3 separate regions of the Zea mays genome follow, and regions 2 and 3 are each linked to region 1. Evidence: chromatin contacts called from public Hi-C data. All regions are on one chromosome and are shown on one strand. Each heading gives the region's core, a stretch centred on a gene start, on an enhancer-like site or on the middle of the called end of the contact. The rest is flanking DNA. Distances are from core to core; before and after follow the strand shown.

Region 1 (2,775 bases), core at 24-2,523:
CTTAGATTTAAATCTTGAAACGAAAGTGTAAGTTGAAATTAATAATTAGAAGAAAGATTTTTTTATTATCTCCTATGTAAACTATATCACTCTTGAAAAAGTATTTTTAAGTAAAATGATTCCTAGTAAAGATTGTATTTTACTTTCCCTAAATAAGTGAAATAAAGGATACTCATTTTTATTAACTTAAAATTTGATCACATACTCAAAAGTAATATTTTTCCTAAAATGAAGTGAATGTGTGCATGGCACATTTTGAGCCTTTAACTAAACAAGGAAATAAATAATTAATATAAATATATATATGTTTATAAAAATATATTTTCCATTCATGCATATATTTTGGATGTTGCATTTAGAATAGAATTTGAAACCCATATTTGAATTTGAAGTTAAAATGTGGAAATTAAAATAGAAAAGAAAAAGAAAAGAAAAGTAGTTTTTGGGTCAGATTTACATGACCTCGGCCTAACTTGGCGAACTGCGCAAGCCCACTCGCGCACTGGTCGAGGGCCTTTTTGGTGCCGGCAGGTGGGCCCGCCTGTCAGGCCCTCATCGGGGAAACGTTGCTGCGCGGAGTCGCTGCGGAACGGTCGTCAGCTGCTCTGGCTCAATTACCCGCTCCGCACCGCACCCGTCTCCGACTGGCCGGTGGACCCACTCGGTGCACCTCCTTTCCCCACCCCAACAACACACGCGGGATTGTCGCCGCCGTCATCGAAGATCGCTAACGGCCGCTCCCCAACCGAAACTCGGGAGATAAATTGGTGGTCGGCGACCTCTTTCCCTCTGTTTCCTCTCCTCCTTTCACCGCACACGGTTCTCGAGCCCGACCAAAACGGTTGTGGGGAGCAGAGAACATGGGTTGGGCGAGGGGTGTCACCATTGTCGACCTCGGGTGTTAACCATCCTCGAACCATCGATTCGCGTGGAGGGGCGAGTACCGACATCCGTCTCGCATTTCCCCGCTATCATCCGAGCATTAAGGGTGACCGTAGGGCAATAAATTGCTCACCGGCGTCGTGAATTCGGCAGAGCACCGCCGTGCGTCGTGGGCATGAACTCCTGGAGCCTAATCACCGGTAAGACCTTGCCCCGTGGACTCGCCCCAACCCCCGCTACGCGTAGCACCATAGGGATCAGGTTCGTTGTGTAGGTTACGAGATCCGGGAATGGTGGCAATGGCGCCGCCGTGGTTTGCCCAGGCTTTGCCGCTGGCGTGATCCCGTGAGGAAGAAAGCGCCTGGACCGTCCATCTATTGCTCGACGGCTAGATTTAGACCTAAGTGTACCCTTTCGCTGCGTGTGATCCATGCCATCGATTCATCCGCGGGCGGCTACGATTAGATCCTGCCATCATCGATTCTGGATCGTGGGATCGAAATGGGCGGATCAGATTAGATGTTCGCGTACCCCTTCAGCTTTCTAATCTCAGCCCTGAATTCGGGATCGGGAGGCTCGGATGAAATCTAGCTCTCGGTCGCAGGGATATTTGTTAAAGAACCCTTGGATGTTTCCGAAAATAACCCGCCATCCCTGTCTGGTTGAATACAATTACGGTTAGATCCTCGGATTTTACAAAACAGCCCTTGATGTTATAAAATATTTCTGGAAATTGTTTTTGCTGTAAAAATAAATCTAGAACCTTAGAAAATCCATATCTCCTTCGTCTTAACTTCTTTTTGATCCATTCCAGTTGCATTAATCTCATATTAAAATTGTTTATCATCTAATGACAATATTTAGTCATGAAACATAGATTAAAATTATGCAGTTAGTTTATTATATATTGAACACCTAAATTTTCAGAAAATCATAACTCTTTAACCGTAATTCCGATTTTAGTGTTTCTCGAACCTGCGATCTTGTTACGACGCGTAGAATATTATTATGCAGTTTGTGCTTATGTTTGGTGTGATGTTAATTTTGTCTATATCATGTTTGTTTGTATTGCTACGAATAGAAGTGAAGTCACGAGAATCTAAAGATCATCTTGGTACCTGGAATCTCGAGTCTAAGGCAAGTTGTGTCCTTGATCACTTTTCTTAACCAAATAATGTTCTTGGTAATCACTGTGACATGCTCAGGTTAATTTGATGGGACCTAATAGGATTCCCTAGCATTGTGTATCCCCACCTATAAACAGATGAATTATTGGGTAGATTTGCTATTGCTCTACCTGGCTTTGGTAAACTAATGTTTTATTACGATCATGTTCCAATTATGTTGTTGTTTAATTATTATTTATGATAAGATCATATTGTTAATTGGAACATGGAGCGAAGGGAGTCCCATTCCACCCTTGTGGTAGCACTATTTTCCCGGGTGGTCTCTCCATGTTCAATTTAATATAATAATATGAACATGAACAATAATTAAACCAGCAATATTAATGGAACATGATCATAATTCAATATAACATTAATCCAAAACCAAGTAGAGCAATAGCGAGTCTACCCAATAGTTCATTTGTTTCCAAGGTGTGGGGTAAACAAAACTAGGGAAACATATTAGGTCCCATCAAATTAACCTGAGCATGTCACAGTGATTGACAGAGAACATTATTAGGTAAAGAAGAGTGATCAAGGGCACAACTTGCCTTTTTGGTGCAACTCCAAGTACCTCACCAAGTTGGTCTTCGGGTTTCTCGTGACCTCGCTGCTACTCGTAGTAATACATACAAATATACAAGGAGTACATAAAAAATAACAATACACTAAACATAAGAAAACAACTGCGTAATAATATTCTACGTGGTGCTACGAGATTGCAAGT
Region 2 (2,700 bases), core at 183-2,682, 580 kb after region 1:
TTTCCAACTGCTGAGCACCTGGGTCCTTAGTTGCTTGCCCGTCTACTCGCAACAATACAAACAAGCATAGTACAGGAGAAATTAACATCACACCAAACATGAGAACATATTGCATAATAATATTCTACACATTATAACGAGATCGTAGGTTCGAGAATCACTAAATTCGGAGTTACGGTTAAAGAGTTATGATTTTCCGAAGTTTTAAGTGCTTGGTATAGCATAAACTAAGTGGATAATTTTAATTTATGTTTCATGATTATACAGAGTTACCGGGTGATAAACAATATTGATACAAAATTAATGCAACTGGAATTGATCAAAAAAGAGTTACAATGAGTTAATTATGAATTAAACAAGATTATAGAATTATTTCTATATAGAAAATCAATTTGGAATTATTTCTTATGAATAAACCAATACCAAAGGACTGTGGCCACAATTTTATATAAGTTCAAGGTCTGTTCTGTGAATTTCAGAACTTATGCGCAAATAGTTTTGACCTAGGCTGGACTGTGGGTTCATTATCCTGAACCCGAGGGGTTGTTACGCAAAAAGACCACAACGAAGGGGTATCCTTCACTTCCTGCCGTCGGATCGAGAACATGCGACCAGATTAGATCGACATATAATTGAAACGATAAGCGCTAGCAGCCACTGGATCCAAGATCCACGGCCAAGATTCGACCACGCCACAATCTCACCCGAACCCACGGATTCAATCTCAACGGTCACGATTTTATGCACCGAAACGGTAACCTTCCGCTAATCCCAGCCGTCGGTTACCAATCTAACGCCCCCTCGTCATCTTCTACCCTTTCCGGCTGAGCCGCACGGCGGTGCTATTCCCCCGCGGCGGCCGATCACGGGTGAGCGTGCCAATTGACATTCCAATTCCCCAAAGGCGAACCCGAGGGTACCCACACAATCCCAATGAAACAGTGAATGCACTAGAAGTGTTAGTACCGTGAATCGCAGCGCCGCTATCCCTGGCCACGGCAGAGCATGAGCACGACGGCTTCTCCAATTCCGGCGAGGAATCCCCGAGATCCTAGGTCGCCTCCGTGTCCAAGGTCACCGCGCAACAACCCAAGGAGGCCTTAGAAAGGTTCAGCGCCAGCAGTGGGGCCTGAATGGTTGGGCACACACGAGTGCATCGGTGGCGTCTATCTCACCCTTTTCTCGCGATGACGAGCTCTCTTTCTCTCTACTCCGTGGTTTCTCCGGTGGCGGCGCGGGTGGTTGAGGAGGAGGCGAGGCTTGAGGGGGGAATTATATACCACGGTAGAGCTCGACCAACGACCGGTCTGCGAGCTCCGGCAGATCCACACCAGGTCGCGCCCCATCTGCGAGGTGGTTGACGCACTTGAGCTGCTGGGCCCAACCGCCGGTGAGACGAGTTTGACACCCAGACGAGGTCCACCTGCCAGATGATGTGTCATCGCGTGAGGGGCGGCTGACCCATGGGCCCCACATGTCGGCGCCAAGCCAGACTAGGCTGTGCGGAGGAAGTTGCTAGTTGGGCCGGCCAATCAGAATTAAACCCATACAGAAGTTTAGGTTTTTTCTTTGTATTTTCTGTTTTCTTTTCTTTTTATTTTTAGATCTCCAATTTGAATTCAAATTTTTTTATTGTTGGTTTCACACATAGATTATATGCAAAAATAAAAATACCAGCATGAAGAGATATATTTATTTATATATATGTTTTCTTTATAGTGTATATTCTTTTCCTTTTCTTTTCTATGTCATTTTCAATTTCTAGATTTCAATTTAGGCTAAACTCTAATTTCAGCATTAATATCTCATTATCATTATAATTAAATGCACAAGCAAAATCTCCAACATGATGCATAGATTATTTTTGTATTTTTTAGTTAATTTAGTCACTCCAAATATGATTATCCCTATGTTCTCATGAGCAAGGAGTAATACCTATAAAAAGATTAACTTTTCTCATTTATTATTCACAAGTGGGTATTACAAATCTCGCCCCCCTTAAAAATAATCTCGACCTCGAGATTAAGATGAACTAGGGAAGAGGTGGGGAAATTCTATTCATAGCTCTTCTCTCTCCCAGGTGGCCTCATCTTCATCATGATGACTCCATTGCACTTTTCACATTTTGAACAATTTGTTCCTTGTAACACGAGTCGAAGTGTCAAGGATCTTGATAGGATACTCAGTGTAGGTTAGATCACCTAGCACACTAAGTTCTTCCATTGGTAACTGTTCCTCCGGGACACGGAGACACTTCTTGAGTTGAGATACGTGGAACACATCGTGTACATCAGACAGATGATCTGTAGCTCAAGCTGGTAGGCCACCTCCCCAACTCGCTTAAGGATTTTGAAGGGTCCAATAAAGCGAGGGGATAACTTGCCTTTAACTTTGAATCTTCTCATTCCACGAATTGGTGACACCTTTAGACATACGTGATCACCCTCTTCGAATCACCCTCTTCGAATTCCAGTGGTCTTCTCCGGTTATCAACATAGCTCTTTTGTCATGTCTATGCTATCCTCATGTTTTCCCGGATCATATGAACTCGTTCTTCTGCCTCTTGAATAACTTTAGGCCCAAAGAACTGTTTTTCACCATTCTAATCCCAATACAGAGGGGTCCTGCACTTTCTGCCATATAAAGCTTCAAATGGGGACATCTTTAGACTAGCCTGATAACTATTATTGTAAGAGAACT
Region 3 (2,881 bases), core at 40-2,539, 800 kb after region 1:
AAGTACACAATTTGGACAGAACAAATATTGTAAACACTAGTGTGTGTGGTTTTTAGATACATTTATTTACAGGAGCAGGTATATATATAGCAGCGCCTGAAACTTGATTTTTAGATACAGGTGACACAAGCAATTGCCCCCATAAAAATAGCATTCATGCAAATAAAAGTAAAAAAAACTTAACAAAACCCCAGGAATAGTTCACTAACTATTTTCCAGGGCATAAGAACCCAGCCGTATTAATAGGGGCAAGTTTATTAAGTCCATGACCTTAAATCTTGATTTCTAAAGGAGAGTCAAGACAAAAAAAAACAATAGTTTTTAAATGAACTGATAAGTAACACCACGCCCCCAAAGCTAGCTATGGTGTACACAATATCAGATCAAGAAAATCGTCCATATAGTAAAAAAAGTGAACAATAGATCCTTTCATGGAGTTGTAAAGATGAGTAAAATATGGAATGTTTGATTAGAAATGAATGATATATGGAACTGATAGCACCTTACCCGTCCACACCTCGCAATCATACACACATGGTCCCAAAGTTGTTTTTTTATGAGAGAGTAGCGCTCCTCTAAAAGTTCATATATTCATGTAAAAGATATAGATTTTACTCGATCGTACTTGAACAATTGACGTGTGGAGCGAGGTGCGCGAATGACGAACGCGCTTTAATGATCTGCTCTCTCGCTCAAGGACGTACTCTACAGCTACGCTACTTTAGCAAAAAGGACTAATCCAATCCACCCATAGCAATAAAAAGAACATCTGTAGTAATCCAGGGGCAATCAAAGGGATATATGCGTACTTTTGAAAGTTAATTGTATGGCAGAAAAAAAAAGGTATGGTCGGCACGACCGACTCAATTTAACTGAGGTATATGTATTTGATATTGAAAACTTTATTACATAAATTTAGTAAAATTTAGGAGAGATAAAGTGACCCATTTTCTAATACAGTGTAGAAGAATTAGAAGAATGGAAAGCAGACCATGCATGCAACACATAGTTTTCTCGTGGATCCATATAACCATGCTGCTTTTCTTCTTCCTGGCCTAGTAGCTATTAAGGGATGGATGGAGGTACCGAGTGCAATAATACACAATCCTCCGCCGACTTGTGGGGCCATGAAGATCCTGGCCTTCTCTCTTTCTCATGATACATTTCGCCCAACAACATGTGAGAGCGAGCGAGAGGTATTATTTTGAGGGAGGGAGTTCCCTTTCTCTGCTCTGGCCTCCATGCATATAACTTGCTCAGCAGGCCTAGTTCTCGCAGTCGGATCCTCATACTGCAAGAACCCTCTCTCTCTCTCTCTCTCTCTCTCTCTCTCTCTCTCTCTCTCTCTCTCTCTCTCTCTCTCTCTCTCTCTCTCTCTCATCTTTCTCTCTCAAGACACACAAAAGGAAGAAGGGAGCCTCCAAGCAGACCCCTGCTGTATAGCTGCTGCAGCATGCGCGAATCCTAACTGAGGTAAGCTTCCATGTGCGCGCCCGCCTGCTGCTTCTCGATCACCATGCATGTTGCTTCCAGATCCATGGCGTGTTTATTACGGGGGTGATGTATCAACGCCACGCACCATGATCACGGCTAGCTAGCTCCCCAAGCAAGTTCTGTATGCTAAAAGGGGCGTAGCAAGATGGATTTTAATTTCTCGGCAACTTCAATTTCGCAAAAAACAAGCACACGCGGATTTTTAATGCTCATTAGCTAGCTGCCACACAGCCGAAGACACGCGTTCATCTATACAATTTTTTTTTGCCTTTTTTCTGTCCATTATTCATCGAGAATTCTCAGTAGAAGAATTATTATTAGCTGTTGATCCATTGAATACTACCTGTACCAGTTTCGCCATGGCACCAGACCAGACCACAGCTGCATGCGAGGAGCATTAAATCCCTGCATGGTCCAACAATTCCATCATGATATACACCAACCCCGCCTCTCTCACTTGCAATGAACCTGGCATCTTCCGTGCATGCATTACATGTCATGATGCTAGAGCTGCACTTGACGTTGATTTCAGTCCACGTCGTCGTGTCCCTCTGGTTGAGGGCCTCATTCATCAGTATTATTTCAAAAGGAAACGTGTGACTGTAGCTAGTGTTGGTATATATATGCTTGAAAGCAAGCCAAACAAAATTCATCCATATTTGCAAGTGCCAGCTCCAGCTATTCATGGCAAGCCTGCATGTATAAATATAATATAGACACTGGGGTCATGCCAAGTTGCCAACATCGTCTTGTTCAGAAAAAAAATAAAAATAAAGAGTGAGCAGAAAGGAGAGAGAGGAGGACCAGCGAGCAACAACCAGTGCTGCGTGTCTGGTGGAGCCTTGTGGGCTGTGAGGCCTGCTGCTTGAGGTGAGCTACTAGTTAGCACTTTTACATCTGAAAGCAGCTAGTACAGGGTATTAGTGCCATCACCACTGTTTGTCCTCCTGCCTTTCCATCTCTCTCTCTCTCTCTCTCTCTACATGTTTATGCTACAAGCTGGAGTTTGGTGCATGATGAGGCTTCCAGGGACATGAGTTGCATGGAGGTCCCATGTGTCTTCCCGGCCTAACACCTTAATGCTTTGGACACTGGGGAGATGCTAGCCAGTTGCTAGGAGGTGCACAAGCACAAAACTGACTTCACCAGATTTCAGGGATCCCAGCTCCTAGAAATCTTGCACTACCTACAGGGATATTTGTTTATTTTCACCATCAACCAGGTAGCACACAGCATCTATCCCTCGAAGAAAATCTAGATTACCTTATCCTGGATTTTTCTGCCTCCTTGAAAAGCTGCCCTGATCTGCCACTCACAACTTTGTCACTAATGTGGCCAGCACCCTGTCTCTGTATTGGATTATCGACATCTATGTGTGTTGTGTGGT

The links. A called contact is a pair of places that touch in the nucleus more often than the background predicts.
Region 2: a contact with region 1 is called in a Hi-C map of leaf, with 2.1 times the contacts expected there. The contact joins two enhancer-like sites. A contact is called at or near these places in 3 of 25 Hi-C or Micro-C datasets (bundle sheath and leaf).
Region 3: a contact with region 1 is called in a Hi-C map of leaf mesophyll, with 2.8 times the contacts expected there. The contact joins the promoter of LOC100281621 here to the enhancer-like site in region 1. A contact is called at or near these places in 2 of 25 Hi-C or Micro-C datasets (leaf and leaf mesophyll).

What each region holds. Positions count from the first base shown.
Region 1 is chr7:79,123,143-79,125,917 of Zm-B73-REFERENCE-NAM-5.0, forward strand. No RefSeq gene overlaps it. Among protein-coding and RNA genes, the nearest start is that of LOC103632488, 7.0 kb to the left of the region's middle. Within about 2 kb of position 1,274, at least 18 of the 20 cell types and tissues checked have an H3K27ac peak or open chromatin away from gene starts, as enhancers often do. A contact at or near this core is called in bundle sheath, leaf and leaf mesophyll, where this site is marked.
Region 2 is chr7:79,706,394-79,709,093 of Zm-B73-REFERENCE-NAM-5.0, forward strand. No RefSeq gene overlaps it. Among protein-coding and RNA genes, the nearest start is that of LOC109940994, 80 kb to the right of the region's middle. Within about 2 kb of position 1,433, at least 19 of the 20 cell types and tissues checked have an H3K27ac peak or open chromatin away from gene starts, as enhancers often do. A contact at or near this core is called in bundle sheath and leaf, where this site is marked.
Region 3 is chr7:79,923,268-79,926,148 of Zm-B73-REFERENCE-NAM-5.0, forward strand. LOC100281621 reads left to right here and starts at 1,290. Exons shown (of 5, transcript NM_001371682.2): 1 at 1,290-1,473.